Linked DNA regions of Mus musculus: region 2 is linked to region 1. The links are chromatin contacts, called in public Hi-C maps. All regions are on one chromosome and are shown on one strand. Each heading gives the region's core, a stretch centred on a gene start, on an enhancer-like site or on the middle of the called end of the contact. The rest is flanking DNA. Distances are from core to core; before and after follow the strand shown. Region 1 holds the start of C630004L07Rik (RIKEN cDNA C630004L07 gene). Region 2 overlaps Epha2 (Eph receptor A2).

What was found. Hi-C and Micro-C count contacts between places; a contact is called where the count stands out from the background.
Region 2: a Hi-C map of liver shows a contact between it and region 1, with 2.2 times the contacts expected there. The contact joins the enhancer-like site here to the promoter of C630004L07Rik in region 1. A contact is called at or near these places in 2 of 484 Hi-C or Micro-C datasets (bone marrow-derived macrophages and liver), 5 of 115 datasets of contacts at active chromatin or transcription factors (embryonic stem cells, extraembryonic endoderm stem cells, microglia and 1 more) and 3 of 9 other capture datasets (adipose tissue, liver and pancreatic islet).

The regions. Positions count from the first base shown.
Region 1 is chr4:141,242,814-141,250,649 of GRCm38.p6, forward strand. It overlaps C630004L07Rik (RIKEN cDNA C630004L07 gene), which reads right to left and starts at 2,077. Exons shown (of 2, transcript NR_165245.1): 1 at 1,982-2,077. It overlaps Arhgef19 (Rho guanine nucleotide exchange factor (GEF) 19), which reads left to right. Exons shown (of 18, transcript NM_001379647.1): 3 at 2,005-2,153; 4 at 3,362-3,796; 5 at 4,136-4,417; 6 at 4,565-4,673; 7 at 4,741-4,817; 8 at 5,034-5,296; 9 at 6,174-6,334; 10 at 6,414-6,566; 11 at 6,753-6,882; 12 at 7,750-7,824. The coding sequence starts at 3,391. Gm52686 (a long non-coding RNA gene) reads right to left here and starts at 6,179. Exons shown (of 2, transcript XR_003955161.1): 1 at 6,000-6,179; 2 at 5,147-5,376.
Region 2 is chr4:141,321,389-141,328,687 of GRCm38.p6, forward strand. Epha2 (Eph receptor A2) reads left to right here. Exons shown (of 17, transcript NM_010139.3): 10 at 77-202; 11 at 314-502; 12 at 675-736; 13 at 815-1,024; 14 at 1,198-1,347; 15 at 2,025-2,218; 16 at 2,844-2,999; 17 at 7,025-7,299. The coding sequence ends at 7,130. Among named protein-coding and RNA genes, the nearest start is that of Epha2, 24 kb to the left of the region's middle. Within about 2 kb of position 3,558, at least 11 of the 459 cell types and tissues checked have an H3K27ac peak or open chromatin away from gene starts, as enhancers often do. A contact at or near this core is called in adipose tissue and liver, where this site is marked.

The DNA.
Region 1 (7,836 bases), core at 827-3,326:
CCGCCTGCCTCTGCAAGGCTCCCTCCCCCTCGCCTCCCCCCTCCCTGCCCCACACAATACCCAGGAGCTTACATTGCCCGGCCTTGGAGCCATGCTGACATGGTCCTCTGAGGACTTGGCTACAACCCCATTGCCCCCAGGGTGGCCTGGAGCCCTGGACTGTACCAGCAGCTTGACGGAGGAGCTCCCCGGCTGAGGTAGGGCCCTGGGTCAGCAACCGTCCTCCCCTTCCTGTATCCCGAGGGAGTCCTTTGTGCTGTCTGCCTGCTGTTTCTGGCTTCAGTCCATTCTTGCCTTCCTGGGACTTTGCTTGGCTTGGAACCCCCTTTCTGGCCATGACCTCCAACTAGGTTTTGTCCCTTAAGGAACAAGGGAATCTGGCAGGGTCTGTTCCTCTGAGCAGGCAGCCAAAGGGCATGGAGCAGGGAGGGAGGGAGGGCTGGGTACCAGGGCCAGAGGTGCTGTCCCAGACAACAGCAGTGCCTAGGGATGCTCTGGCAACTTGCTAGGCAGGCTGGTTACCCTCTCTAACTAGTAGAGACCATCCCTTGGCCTCTGCCGATCCTTCTCAGCCTGCAGAGACACCTATGAAACAGGTTTCATAAAGGGGGACCTGAGGGTCACCTGTCACATGAGGATACCAAGGCCTGAGGATGGGCTTGGTCAGTGTCAACACAGGACCTCAAACCCTGGTTTCCAGAGGGATCCTTGCTTCAAGAGCTCTAGTGTGTCCTGGGGTCACATCTGGGTACCCAGCCACCTGAAGTCCCTGAGACTTTCATTTTTATATTATCATCAGAGAAGTGCTACCCAGTATTAAACCCAGCTCTGGACCTAAATCACTAACATCAGCGTTGGGTGGTCTGCATCCTGAGAAGCTACTGGGCTGGCGCCCCAGCTTGACAGGCAACTCCCATGTCCTCTTCCTGACACTCTGCTTGGCTTGGAACCCCTGTCTAGCCATGACCTTTCCAGGCCTGAGCACTGTGGAAGCAGACCAGCTTGCCCACCCCTGACACATCTCTTTATCCTGTCTTCCTGAAAGCCCTTAGCTCCTCCTTCAGCCTTCTCCTCTGAGGTCTGAAGATGCTTCTGCCTTAAGATCTGATGTTTTGCTTATTTAACTTCATAAATCATGGTGGACAGGAGTTGTTCTCCGGGGGGCGTGGAGGGGGGATTCTAGGCCCGAGTATGCACTTACACCTAAAAGAGACCTGTGTGCTGGACAGGAGCTGACTCTGCCCCCCTTCTGCTTGCTCCTACTACTGGCTGCTGGCCCAAGGCATCCTCCACCAAAAAGTGAGATGACACTCAGGGGACCGCCTACCAGAGACAAGGCTCACAGTGCCCTGTACCTGAGGCATTGCTGTTAATTCTTGTATTAGCATCAGGAAGTGGGTACCAACTCTCCTACTTTAGGTTGAGTGAGCTACCCAGATTAGTACTTATAGACCTAAGGGACAAGGGCTAAACAAGGGAGTGAGGTACAGCAGTTTTTTGGGAGAGAGCCCCTGAGAAACAGCCAGCCTCTCCCTCAATCCCCCCCAAACTGAGAGAAGAAGCTGGGGTACAGTGGGGAGCCCCAACTCTCATATACCAGACGCACCCTGATGTTGCTGGTTCCGGCCTGGGGTCAATGCTCCATCTTTTTGTACTGAGTCCTTGAGGGTTTGAACCTTGCAACAGTAAGCTGGGATCTCCTCCAGGAAGCCTTCCTGGCATACTGAGACTGGACTGGGCCCAGCCCCCTTCTGTGTTAGTGCCTGTGGTTTGCTTCATGCCAACTCAGATTCTAACAGCTTTTGTTTCGGCTCTTCCACCAGGCAACCCCACTGAGCTATTATTTCTTCACCCCAGTCAGTCTCCCTGTGTTTGTTTGTTTGTTTGTTTTCGGGACTTCTCATCTGCCTGGGAATCTGGACCAGTCTGAGATTTGAGGTGTCTCAGCCTCAGCCTGTCCCCGGGGCCTCAAGGGTCTCACCCTCTGTGGTTTCTCTTCTTCAGAGTCTCCAGAGCCAGTTCCTGAGCTGTTGTCTCTAAGGCCGCCATTTCTCTGGGTCTCCCTCTTATTTCTGCCAGACTGGGCACTGCCCCTTTGGCCAAGGGGCCTCTGCAGGGGTCCTCGCTGCCCAGACTGCCCACAGCGCAACCAGGCAAGTGTAGGCCCCCGCCCAGCCCCAGCCCGCTGCCTGCTCCCTCCCTCTCTTTGCCTCACCACAGGGTTTGATGAATCAAACTCTTTGTCTGGGTGGGATCTCCCCCAGCCAGCTGGGCAGAGACAGGGCTTCCCTGCCGGAGCAGGCAGGCGGCAGCAGCTTCAGCTGAAGAGGTGAGGGGCAAGAGAGAGGCCACAGAGGGCCCAGGGCAGAGGTTTGAGGGTCTTGGACCACTGGGCTCACCATCCCGCCCTGGGGTGCTGGCACACTGCCCAGGGATGGCGTCCTGCCCAGAAACGGCCCATTCTGCCTGGCTTGATCCAGTGTCTGGGAGCTGGAATGGGGATAAACCCCTCAGTCACCCCAAACTGGGGATTGGGCATCTCTCTGCTCTTTCCTGGGAGGGACTAATCTGGGTGGTGGCCCTCCTGCCAGTCTGTGACCCTCCCAGCCAGCTTGGCAAGGCTGTAGGCATCACTCAGCGTGAAGGGCCTCAAGTCTGGGTATGGAAGGGGTTGGATAACTTCAGAATGAGACATTGGGGGCTGTGTGTATCTGCATCCTGGAATGTGCGTACATGCCTGGAACTTGTGTGTGTGTGTGTGTGTGTGTGTGTGTGAGAGAGAGAGAGAGAGAGAGCGAGAGAGAGAGAGAGAGAGAGAGAGAGTAAGAGAAAAATCTAAGCTTGTGTAACAAACTAAACCAAACCAAAAAAAACAAAAAGGATGTGACTGGTGACTGTATACCGGGTACTGGAGTTTGACATGTTTCAAGTTATCTGTGAAACTATGTTTGCCAGAAGAAAATGTGGGTCTGTGTGCTGGAGCATGAATTCGTGTGACAGTGTATGTTATCTGTATGTCTGGTCACATGTCCACATGTGAGAGAATTTCCTAGGTGGCTAAGAACGCAGCTTTGGAAGCCGTGACACCTGTGTGAGAATCCTGGCTCTGCCATTTGGCTCTCTCACCTACAGGCGTCAGTTCCTTAAGTCAGTCGATGGAGATTAAATGAGATGCTATGTGGGTGCTTCCTCATCTGCTAAGTGCTGGTGATTCCTACTGGCGTTTATTAAACAGACATGTGAGTGTATCTGTGTCCTGTGCACATGTGTGCATGAGGGTCTGTGCGGGCCTCCAGGACATGGTGGCTCACTGTCCCTCCCTGTCGTACTATATCTGGGTCTGACACCTTCTCTCCTGCAGGCCCAGGAGGGTGACAGAGTAAAGAAGGAATGGACTGTGGGCCACCTGCAACCCTCCAGCCTCACTTGGCTGGACCACCTGGCACCGCCCGTCGCCCAGTAGCTGTGTGCCAGCAGGAGAGCCTGTCCTTCGTGGAGCTGCCTCCGAGCCGACTGTGTGTGGATCTCTTTCCCATTGCTCCAGAGGAGCTGCAAGCTCCCGGTAGCCGCTGGTCCCTGGCAACCCCTGCCCCTCTCCAAGGACTGTTATGGCCGACGTCCCCAGGAGGCCCAGATACCCATATCGCCTCCACCAGTGGAGGAATGAGACCCGGCAGGGCTGGCAGCTGGCCTCACTGTCCTGGTGCCCAGCCCCCAACTCTGGTGGAACCGTGGAGTTCTCAGCACATGCAGCCCCAACGCAGGGCCAGCCACAGTGGCTCAGAGAAGTCAGCCTGTGAGTCACGATGGGGGGGGGGAGGGGCAGCCAGGGGAGGGACTTGGTGGCTCTTTTTGAACCCTTTAAACTCCGGAATGCCCCAAAAGGCAGGGCAAGTTTTAGGGACAAGGGAAAGATGGCTCATAGAGCCCAAGTGACTTGTCAGGATTACATAACTAGCCTGGCAGCCCCTATTTCCCTGTTCCCTTGTCAGGCCCTCTAGTCTCTATGTAAAGCTCTTGCGATGATCTCATTGCCCTGGGGACCTTATTTTGATGTTCAGGGTCATGCCGCCACAAGGAGGAAGATGGGGCAGACTACAGGGGGTGACAGGTGTTATTTTATCCTCACCCTTAGGGCGCAAGATGCAGGTGTATCATAACGAAGAGGCCACCGGCACCGAGACCCCTACGGGCCTTCTGGAGACTGGCCAGGCTGCGCAAGAGCAGGCTCTGTGTGCTCTAGAGCCCGGGCCCCAGGAGCTTTCTGGGAACGCCAGAGGGGGCCTTGAGGCACCGGAGCGAAGGCGTTTCTCGGCCTCAGAGCTGATGACTAGGCTGCATTCCTCTCTGCGCTTGGGGCGCAGCACTGCCACCAGGGTTCTGACCTCGGGCTCAGGTGCTGGAGCCATCCGGGAAGGTACCAGCTATTCTCCGGGCTCTGAGAGTAGCCTGAACTAGGCAGGCAGGGCACAGCCTACCCACCCGTGTTAAGGTCTTCGGGTGATCAGCCAGGTGCTCCGTGTTGTTCTCTGTATCGCCCAACCCCAGCTCTTGTTTTCTGTAGGGAAACTGCCCGTGAGGGAATCCCGAAGAGCCGAGACAAGGGCGGACAGTGTGTCGCTTCCAGGACCCGTCGATCTAAACGAGGTCCACGGTGGTCTGGTGGAACCCAGGTACCCACCTCTCTCTTGGGGCTCGGGTTGGGGAGGGATGCAAAGAGGTCCTGACGCTCTTTCCTAGGCTGGACACGCAAGACAAGCCGACTCAGGATCCCAGCAGCGCCACTGAGAGGCGCCAGTCCCGCTTCCTCCTTAATTGTACGTGCGAAGATGCTGCGAGGGGCTCTGGGGAGATGGGGGCCGGGGACGTTGGAAACTGGGGATCCCGCTTTGGGGGGAGCTGGGAGGTAGAGACAGTGTGCTGCAAGGAAGAGAATTGCACTCCCAGGGACTAGCAGGTGGGCTGGCGTACAGTTGGCGCCCAATTAGTGTTTCTGGCAAGGGTAAAGAGCTCCCGCTCCCCGCCCCGCCCAGCTGTCCTCTACCAGGAGTACAGCGACGTGGCCAGCGCGCGCGAGTTGCGGCGGCAGCAGCGTGAGGAGGAGGGCCCCGGGGACGGAGCGGAGGGCGCGGAGGAGGGGCCCGGGCCACCGCGCGCCAACCTCTCCCCGAGCAGCTCTTTCCGCGCGCAACGCTCGACGCGGGGCTCCACCTTCTCGCTGTGGCAGGACATCCCCGACGTGCGCGGCAGTGGCGTCCTGGCCACGCTGAGCCTGCGCGACTGCAAGCTGCAGGAGGTGAGGGGCAGGGCTAGAGGAAGGGGGCGGGGATCCGAGAGGAATAAGGGGCTGTCAACGTGGAGAAGGGGTGGGAGAACCTGGAAGAAGAAAAGGACTCAGGAGCCCGTTGGGGAAGCCAAGAGACAGGGCAGACGGGTGGAGCCCAGAACAGGGCGAGGCCAGAAGCAGGTGATGGGATCTGAGGGGAGGTGAGGGGCTGTCAACTTGCAGGGTGGGTCGGTGTGTGTGTGGCGGGGGCGGGGAGACCTGGGAAGGAAAGGCTAGCCGCAGAGCCTGGAGAAATAGACGGGTGGGTCTAAAATGTAGGGAGGAGCCTATGACAAGGGGGTGGGCCAGACGTCCAGTGGCTCAGCCAGACTCGGGGACTGTCAAAGCCCAAAGGGTGGGTGAGACGTCCTGGGAAAGTAAGACTCCCCCAAACTAATAGTGAAGCCTGGAGGGGATCGAAGGGGCGGAGCCAAGGACAGGGCGTGGCCAAGCGCCGGCGATTAGGGGAGATTAGTAGGGGTGAGGCACTATCAATGTGGAGAGTGGGTGGGAGGACCTGGGAAAGTAAGGGTCCAATAAGCCTTAGGGGGAAGCCAAGGGAGAGGGCAGGTGACACAGGAGCGGGGCTATAGACCACACCCTCGTTGGCTGGGACGGGGCTAAAGCTATAGGGGAGGAGGGGTTAGCGGGGTGCCCTCAGGGAAAGACCTACCTTAACAGAACTTGTCAGCTGGTAGCTAGGGTGTGCCCGGGCTCCACCTGGCGCCAGATTATCCGAAGGGCTGAGGAGGGCAGGGAAATGCTGTCTACAGAGGCTGCCTCTTCGCGGGAGACCGGGGTCCTGGGTGGCCTGACTCTGCCCTGATCACCCGGCCTCCTCCCTCAGGCCAAATTTGAGCTGATTACCTCGGAGGCCTCCTACATCCATAGCCTGTCGGTGGCCGTGGGTCACTTCTTAGGTTCCGTGGAGCTGAGCGAGTGTCTGGGGACTCAGGACAAGCAGTGGCTATTTTCAAAACTGCCCGAGGTCAAGAGCACCAGTGAGAGGTGAGGGATTGACCTGGCCAGTCTGAGTGGGGACAGAAGTCTGTAGTGCTGCTGTCCTTGACCTTGGCCCTCCTGGCAGGTTCCTTCACGACCTGGAGCAGCGTCTAGAGGCCGATGTGCTGCGCTTCAGCGTGTGCGATGTGGTTCTACACCATTGCCCCGCATTCCGCCGAGTCTACCTGCCTTACGTCACCAACCAGGCCTACCAGGAGCGCACCTACCAGCGCCTGCTGTAGGAGGGGCTCTACGGAGGGGGGCTTGGGGAGACATAGGCGCAGAGGACTGGGTGAGGCAGGATCAGTCTGTGAGGCAAGGGCTTCTAGGAAGAAGTTATACATTCCGAATAAGGGAGACCCGTCACATGGGGCAGGAGTGTTGAGAGACCCACTAGTGACGGCACACCCTGTCCACTGTCCAGCCTAGAGAACCCCAAGTTCCCCGGCATCCTGGCTCGCCTAGAGGAGTCTCCTGTGTGCCAGCGGCTGCCTCTCACCTCCTTCCTCATCTTACCGTTCCAGAGGGTTACCCGCCTCAAGATGCTGGTAGAGGTAGCTCACTTCAGACAGGGCAGGGAGGGAGAGGCTGGTCTGCAATCTATGGTCTGTGGCCTTTCGAGCATGTGTTTTGTTGTTATGTCGTCTTTCTTTCTATTAGTGTATACGGATTATGCATAATTGGCCTCATAACATTTTCTTTTCTTTTCTTTCTGTCTCTCTGTTTGTTTGCTTTCTTTCTTTCTTTCTTTCCTTAAGATTTATATGTAAGTACGCTGTAGCTTACTACACTCCAGAAGAGGGAGTCAGATCTTGTTGATGGTTGTGAGTCACCATGTGGTTGCTAGGATTTGAACTCAGGACCTCTGGAAGAGCAGTCAGTGCTCTTAACCACTGAGCCATCTCTCCAGCCCCCTCATTATAACATTTTCATACATATACAGGTCATACTCAAACCTTCTTCTTATTATTTTTTTAAGTTATTTGTATTTATTTATATTCCCTTGGATCTGTGGGTGAAACACACACACACACACACACACACACACACACACACTAGCTTTTTTAAAAATTTTTTTTGAGACAGGGTTTCTCTGTGTAGCTCTGGCTGTCCTGGAATTCACTCTGTAGACCAGGCTGGCCTCGAACTCAGAAATCCACCTGCCTCTGCCTCCCGAGTGCTGGAATTAAAGGCGTGTGCCACCACTGCCCAGCTCAAACCTTCTTCTTGTCTCCACCCTCTCCTCCCCCACTGGCACCCTTCCTCTTCCCAGGTGACTCTCCTACCCTCTTGTCTTTTTTTGTGTGTGATCCAATGAGTTTCAATAGGGCGGCTTATAGGGACGTGAGTGAGGGGTGATTTACTCCTGGACACCTTACAAGCGACAACAGCATTCAGGAAAATGTCTCCTCTCCCACCAGAACATTTTGAAGCGGACAGCACCGGGCTCCCAAGATGAGGACATGGCCACCAAGGCCTTCAGCGCTCTAAAGGAGGTGAGCTCAGAG
Region 2 (7,299 bases), core at 2,308-4,807, 80 kb after region 1:
TTTCCCTTCTCTAGGGCCTCAACTCCCCGGGAACACCTCCCTGCACTGTACCTCAGCTTTTTCTTCCCCCTTCCAGAACAACTAAAGCCCCTGAAGACCTATGTGGATCCTCACACTTACGAAGACCCCAACCAGGCTGTACTCAAGTTTACCACCGAGATCCACCCATCCTGTGTGGCAAGGCAGAAGGTCATTGGAGCAGGTGAGGCTGGCCCACCTACTGTGCACCTGGAGCAGATAGCCTAGTCCCGACCGGGCCTGCCCAAGGTGCCACTTGACTAAGGAAGGCTCCTCACACCTTGCCCGCCTGCAGGAGAGTTTGGAGAGGTCTATAAAGGGACGCTGAAGGCATCCTCGGGGAAGAAGGAGATACCGGTGGCCATCAAGACACTGAAAGCGGGCTACACTGAGAAGCAGCGGGTGGACTTCCTGAGCGAGGCCAGCATCATGGGCCAGTTTAGCCACCACAATATCATCCGCCTGGAGGGCGTGGTCTCTAAATGTGAGGCCTGGGAGGTGCTGGGGTGGGGGATGGGGGGTGGTGAGGGTGGCCCCAGGCGGTCAGGGAAAGGGGCTGCTTCCTAGGACCACCTGACCCTGGCTGTCCCCATCCCCCCCACCTCCGCCGCCACGCGTATACCAGCCTCACTCACTCCCGTGTCCGTGCCCTACAGACAAACCCATGATGATTATCACAGAGTACATGGAGAATGGAGCGCTAGACAAGTTCCTTAGGGTAAGGTCATGCTCTGCGGTGGGGAGGGTGGAGGCGAGGTGTCGGGAGCCGGTCAGCACTGAGGGCCTATCTCTGCAGGAGAAGGATGGTGAGTTCAGTGTACTTCAGTTGGTGGGCATGCTGAGGGGTATCGCATCCGGCATGAAGTACCTGGCCAACATGAACTACGTGCACCGGGACCTGGCCGCCCGCAACATCCTCGTCAACAGCAACCTGGTGTGCAAGGTGTCCGATTTTGGCCTGTCGCGTGTGCTGGAAGATGACCCCGAGGCCACCTACACCACAAGTGTGAGTCGGGAGCTGGGGGATGTCACACCCAGGGTGTGGAGGGCTCAGAGGTGACGCAGCTGGTACCCTGGATCTGGGGCCTGGATGTTACCCAAGGGTGAACCTAGGCCTAGAGACAGAAAGGGTCTTGAGTTCTCACAGGGACAGGGGTAACTGGGCTGTGTCTCCCGCAGGGCGGCAAGATCCCTATTCGATGGACAGCCCCAGAGGCCATTTCCTACCGCAAGTTCACCTCAGCCAGCGATGTGTGGAGCTACGGCATTGTCATGTGGGAAGTGATGACTTATGGCGAACGGCCCTACTGGGAACTGTCAAACCACGAGGTCAGCCCCTCCCACCTCCTCTCCCTCCCAAACCCTGGGGCCCTGGGATCAATCTGCATAGAGTAGAGACAGCACCAGTTGTTCTGTGGCCTATCTTGGGTAGGACCCAGCCTGTGCTATACTGAATACAAAGGCAGCCCAAGGGGAAGGGTGTATGTACACGTTCATGTGTGCTGTGCGTGTGGATATGCATATGTGTGATCTGATCATGTGGATATAGCTGCATGTAGGTATGTGAATGTGTGTGTACATATACATGTGTATATGTGTACATACATATATGTATGCACATTTACATGTAACCTGATGCCTTGCCTAGGCTGGAGGCCTGGGATTTTGCTTGTAGGGGTCACATCCCTGCAGAGGCCTAGGAGACAGACAGTAAGGCAGATAGGCTAAGACATGGCGGAAGGGAGAGAGAGCCCCAAATGTGGGAGTAGACAGAGATAGGAGGCTGAATTGTGGGTGCACAAGGTTGACCTCTACGGTCCTGGACACAGCCCCTCGGCACTTGCCCCATGGATGGCTCTAAAACTGTGTGTGTCCTTAGGAAAGGGTGCTGATCCATTTCTTGGGGTCTCCCCTCTGTTCCTGTGTTGGGGCCTCCAAGGGAGGTCTCTGTAGCAGTTCCATGTGGTTTCCCTGCTAAGGCCACCCCGATGCTTATGTCCCCCCAGGTCATGAAAGCCATCAACGACGGCTTCCGGCTCCCTACGCCCATGGACTGCCCTTCAGCCATTTACCAGCTCATGATGCAGTGCTGGCAGCAAGAGCGCTCCCGCCGACCCAAGTTTGCCGACATCGTTAGCATCCTGGACAAGCTCATCCGAGCCCCCGACTCCCTCAAGACGCTGGCTGACTTTGATCCCCGGTGAGTCTTGTGTCCTGTGCCTGAGGTAGCATCCGTGTTCATTCATATGGACTCCTTGGCTTCTCAGGACAACTGGATATCTGGTGGTGGTGGGGGGGTCAGGGCTGTTACGGGGTTCAGAAATGACACATCAGGGCGATGATGTTGCCAGGCAACAAATTGTTTGCCTGGAATTCTCAAAAATCTTGAGTTCAGTCCCCAGAAACTGAAAGAGGAAAAGGGCTAGCCAGGCATGGTCGGTCCAGTAAGACCAGTAAGAAACTAGCTCCAATGGTGCATGGGCTGAGCATCAGCCACATTCCTAACTTGTTGAAGCATCCTGAGGCGGGCTCTATGCAGATGAGGGGAACAGAGGGTAGCCAGGCTGGGAAGGTGACTCCAGGACCCAGAGTCCCAGCAGTAACGGGGGGCGTGGTGGGGCAGCTTCTAGTGATGGTAGGCATGGAGCAACAGCAGTAGTGCCAGGAAGCCAGGAATCTCGTGGATCCTTCCGGGTCTGGGCTTCCTCATTGGCTCAGAGGAGGAAGCTGAGGCGCAGCGGGCTGTGTGCCTTGCCTGAGTTAGAAGGGTAGGTGCTTGGGTAGGTCATGTCCAGCAGCCCCTCACCTGTGGATTTCCATCCCAGAGTGTCCATCCGGCTGCCCAGCACCAGCGGCTCGGAGGGAGTCCCCTTCCGTACGGTGTCCGAGTGGCTGGAGAGCATCAAGATGCAACAGTACACGGAACACTTCATGGTGGCTGGCTACACGGCCATCGAGAAGGTGGTACAGATGTCCAACGAGTGAGTAGACGCCTTGGTGACTTTGCCTTTCATTCACCACTGGGGACAGCCTCTGATCTACGTGTCACTCCCCCTTCATGGTGTGTGTGTGTGTGTGTGTGTGTGGTAAGTATGTGGTGTGTATGTGCTTGTGCGCTGTTTGGTGTGTGTGTGCTGTGTGGTATGTGTGGGTGGTGTATGTATGTGTGCGGTGTGTGGGGGCCTGTGTGTGTGTAATGTGTGTGTGTTTGGTGTGTGTGCATCTCTTTCTCTCTCTTTCCTGAGTGTCCTCCCCTTCTTGCCTCTTCCTCCACAATGAGGAAACAATATGAGATATAGCCAGCCCAAGGTTGTCGTGTATGGTGGGCTGTTTGCCTACCCTGGGTATCACTGCTTATATAGACTTAGAGGTTACCTGTTCCCCGGCTCTTGCAGCCACCAGGGGCAGAGATCCTAGCCTTGACCAAGCAGGACCCAGAGCCTTGCCAACCCTCCCGGGCCCTCCCCCATATGGCTGACTCTTGGCCTGCCATCTGCTGCCTGCTGGCTCTGGACCTTAGGCCCTCAGAGCTCTTCTGCCCCATCTCCATCACTGACCCTTCTCAGAACAGCCTTGGCAGGGACAGCTCTTTCTGTCCCTGGAGGGATACGACATTGTCCTTTTAGCCTTTGTGCTTCTAAAAATAGTTGTGGATCCCAACAGCCCTGGATCCAAGTGTCCAAGGCCATGGCTGAAACAGGCCCCGGGGCGGGAAGGTTTTGGGAACTGCTTGGGGGAGGTGACCTGGGCCTCCCATGTTCCCGGGCTCTAGATGTTCTGGGACTTGAGTTTAGTTAGACACAAACATTCTCCAGGGCCTTTGGCTTCTGGCCTGCTGACCATTGAATGTGGCCAACCCGAGAAAATGGTGGGTCATGGGAATCAGACAGGGAAAATAATGACTGGAGAGAGGTACAAGAATATGGCGAGAAAGCATCAGGTCCGAGAATACCTCTTTCTGCCAGCCAACATCTGGGCTCACACTTTAGATCTGCAGACAACACCTGAATTTATGTCCCACGTCTGCTGTGCAAGCAATTTGGTCTGACTTGGACCTTGGTACCCATTTCTCGATGTGGGGATCCATGGGTGTGAGTCAGTGACGTGCCTAGGATGTCTTGATCTATCATATCGCCTCTATTTTGCCATTCCCAGGATCCTGTAAATCATGGTTCTATGCCCTGGTTCTCAAGTCCCTCTCCCTTTCCCTGGCAACCAGGGTCAGCCTCCTGGGTTCCATCAGATCCCATATTCCCCTCCCCTCCCTTGGGACAGCACAGCTTTTCTTCTGTAACCAGCAGCGAGGGTATGGAAGCAGGTTTACAGGAAACACATGGCCGTAGACGGATCCCAAAATAGCCCGGGGCACCCCTCACAAAGTCCTTTCCCACGAGCTGGGACAGGCTCCTGGACAGACAGGCAGGCGGTGTGCATGCTCACGGGTTATTTGGAAAGTATCTGGATAAAGCCCGGAAGTCGTTCGGCACTCCTTCCTCCTGTGGTCAGACCCTGGCTCACGGAGTTGCCTCTGGTGCCCTGAGGGGATGTGGGGTTGGAGCCGAGCGTTTTAAACCCACAGACTGTGTTGACCACGCCATGGAGCCCAACAGGAGCGAGAAATCAGCTAGCTCCCTTCCTGCTAGGGTCAGGATGTAGGCTTCAGCACCCTGACCTCCCCTGCTTCAGCCTCCCTTTCAAAAGACCTGGCCTCTTCCCCCTGCAGCCTCTGACTCTCTGCTCGAGTGCCCGACGTGCTGTGTTGGAGTTGGTTGGCCTTCTAGCTCGATGAGCCTTTTGAGAAAATACAGAACATGTTTCATTGTACTGTACCTTGAACAAAACAGCAGGCCCAAAGGCCAGCCCTGTCCAGTGTCAAAGCTACAGAATGCATTCAAGCTGTAGGTACACAACTCCAGATGGATCTTAAAAAGCAGAATCTAGTTGCTAGATGTGAATGATAAAACTCTCGAGTCTCTGGGGATCATTATGCTCCCCTGCCCCACAGTAGGTGTTCATGGGCACTACTTATCCCCCCACACACACACATACACATAGTAGGTGTTCACAGGCAATTATTCACACACCCCAAACACACACTGTAGGTGTCCATGGGCGCTTACGTTCATGGGATTTGTGCCTCAGAGGAGAGACGGTATGGAAGTAGCTTGAGTCTCTTTCTTCCTGCACAAAGTTAATGGGATGCGTGTTCTGCATCCCTGAGGGGGAAACAGAGGTTGGAACAGGAACCAGCTTGGACCCTGGTTTATCTGTGACTCTCCCCCAAGTGCATGGTTTCCAAGCACTGGGCTGGCGGGACTTTGCCCGGTCTCAGATGTTCTTACCCGTCTTGTAGATAAGGGAATTGAAACTCAGAGAGATGCAGAGACTTGGATTCTGAGGACACACAGCTAGGAGGTGCCAGTGCTGGAAACTATACTAGCAGTAAAGAAATGTGGCCCGGTCTCCTTCCCTTGCTGGGGAGCTCCACTGCCCTTCTCTAAGCAGCAGGAGGCATCTTTAGTTGCTAATGAGCCTTTAAGTCTAAGGCTCTGCTAGACTCCAGTGGGTGAGGCTTGCAGGTCATCAGAGGAACTTGCCTTTCCCTGTGGGAATCTGTGGGACAATAATGTCCTCCTGAGGCCTGAGGACTCAGTGCCAGGCTGATGATAGGTCCCAGGGGCCCCACAGAGAAGGGATAAGACTGTCCTGGCCTCCCCACTCTAGGTAGAAGCATGTCGGGTTCCAGGAGCTGTCAGCAGAATGTCTGTTGCTAACTTCAGGAGTTTTTCTCTTCCACTGCCCTCACCCACCAGCCCTAGCTCATGAAAACACCCAGGTTTTTACGGGCCAGCTCTTGGCTGTAATTGGAGCTAATTATATGGTACAAGCTCCAGGAGTTCGCAATGCTGGAGACAAGACTTTCCCACAAGCTTGGAAAGAACCAAGCATTGAGCAGGGATGGGCAGACCCAGGTGGGGAGGGAGGGACGGAGGGAGGGAGACACTGCTCCTGCTACAGCAAGAAGGCTGGAAGATAGATATGGGGAGAACCTCCAAGCCTACCACTAAGGGGGCTGGGATTTTGCAAGACCCTGTGGGGGCCTGGAGAAGCACCGAGAAGCCAGAAAAGGCAGGGTGTTGGGTAACCCCAGACTCACTGGGCCTAATTCCACCCTGTACGGCTGAGTATGTATAGAAACACCACTGTCAGGCTTAGCCAGTGCCCCACCTTGAGGCCCTCTTCCATCAGAGTGGTTCCTTTCAAAGCCTGGTCATGCCTCTGTGTCTGCTCCTTTTTACAAAGACATGAAGAGGCTTGAGTGATGTATTCCTGAGCAGTGAATTCCTTCCCCCAGCCAGCCAACCAACCAACCAACCAACCAACCAACCAACCAACCAACCAACCAACCTCCCTTCCTTGAGGCTTGGGATCGCTGGCTAGTCCTAGTTGGCTCAAACTCATATTCCTCCAACTCAGAGACCCACTTGTCTCTACCTACCTCCGGAGTGCTGGGATTAAAGCCCACCCTTTCTTGACTACAGACAGAAAGCGTGAGGGACTGAGTTCAAACCCCAAACCCCCACACCAAAAAGAAGCTGGCCGCAGTGTCGGTTCTTTGGAACCTGGTGCTAAGGAAAGACAGGTCAACCCTCAGAGCTTGCCACCGAGAAAATAAAGTGGGGGGGGGGGTTCCTAAGTTAAGATTGTGCTTTGGCTTCGCCCTGCGTGTACACACGTGTGTACAGCCATACACATATGAACACAGGCACACACACACACAGAGCACCTATCCCAGGCCCCACCCCCCACCCCACCCCCATGAAGATTTGATTGAGTGTATCACATCCTCGACTCTGGGTGGCAGACCATGCTAGAATATGAACTCTTTAGCCTGCATAAATGGATGTTCCTCACCACAGGTCCGCAAAGGCCCCTCTATGTCCGGCTTTCCTCTCTGCCTCCCAGTCTTGTCTCTGACCCTCCCTCTCTTCCTCTTCATCCACAGAGACATCAAAAGGATCGGAGTGCGTCTTCCTGGCCACCAGAAGCGTATTGCCTACAGCCTGCTGGGACTCAAGGACCAGGTCAACACAGTGGGGATTCCTATCTGAGTCCATTGGGGCCGTGCCCAACAATACTTGAAGAGCCACAGTGGTCTCCCTGCCGACCTGGTGCTGGCCCACTGGAACTTTATTTATTTCTGTTTCCTCGTCTATGCCTCCCTGAGGACTCTGCAGGGGGCTTTTGAATGACACCCTGGCCTGAGCCTGGGAAACTTGG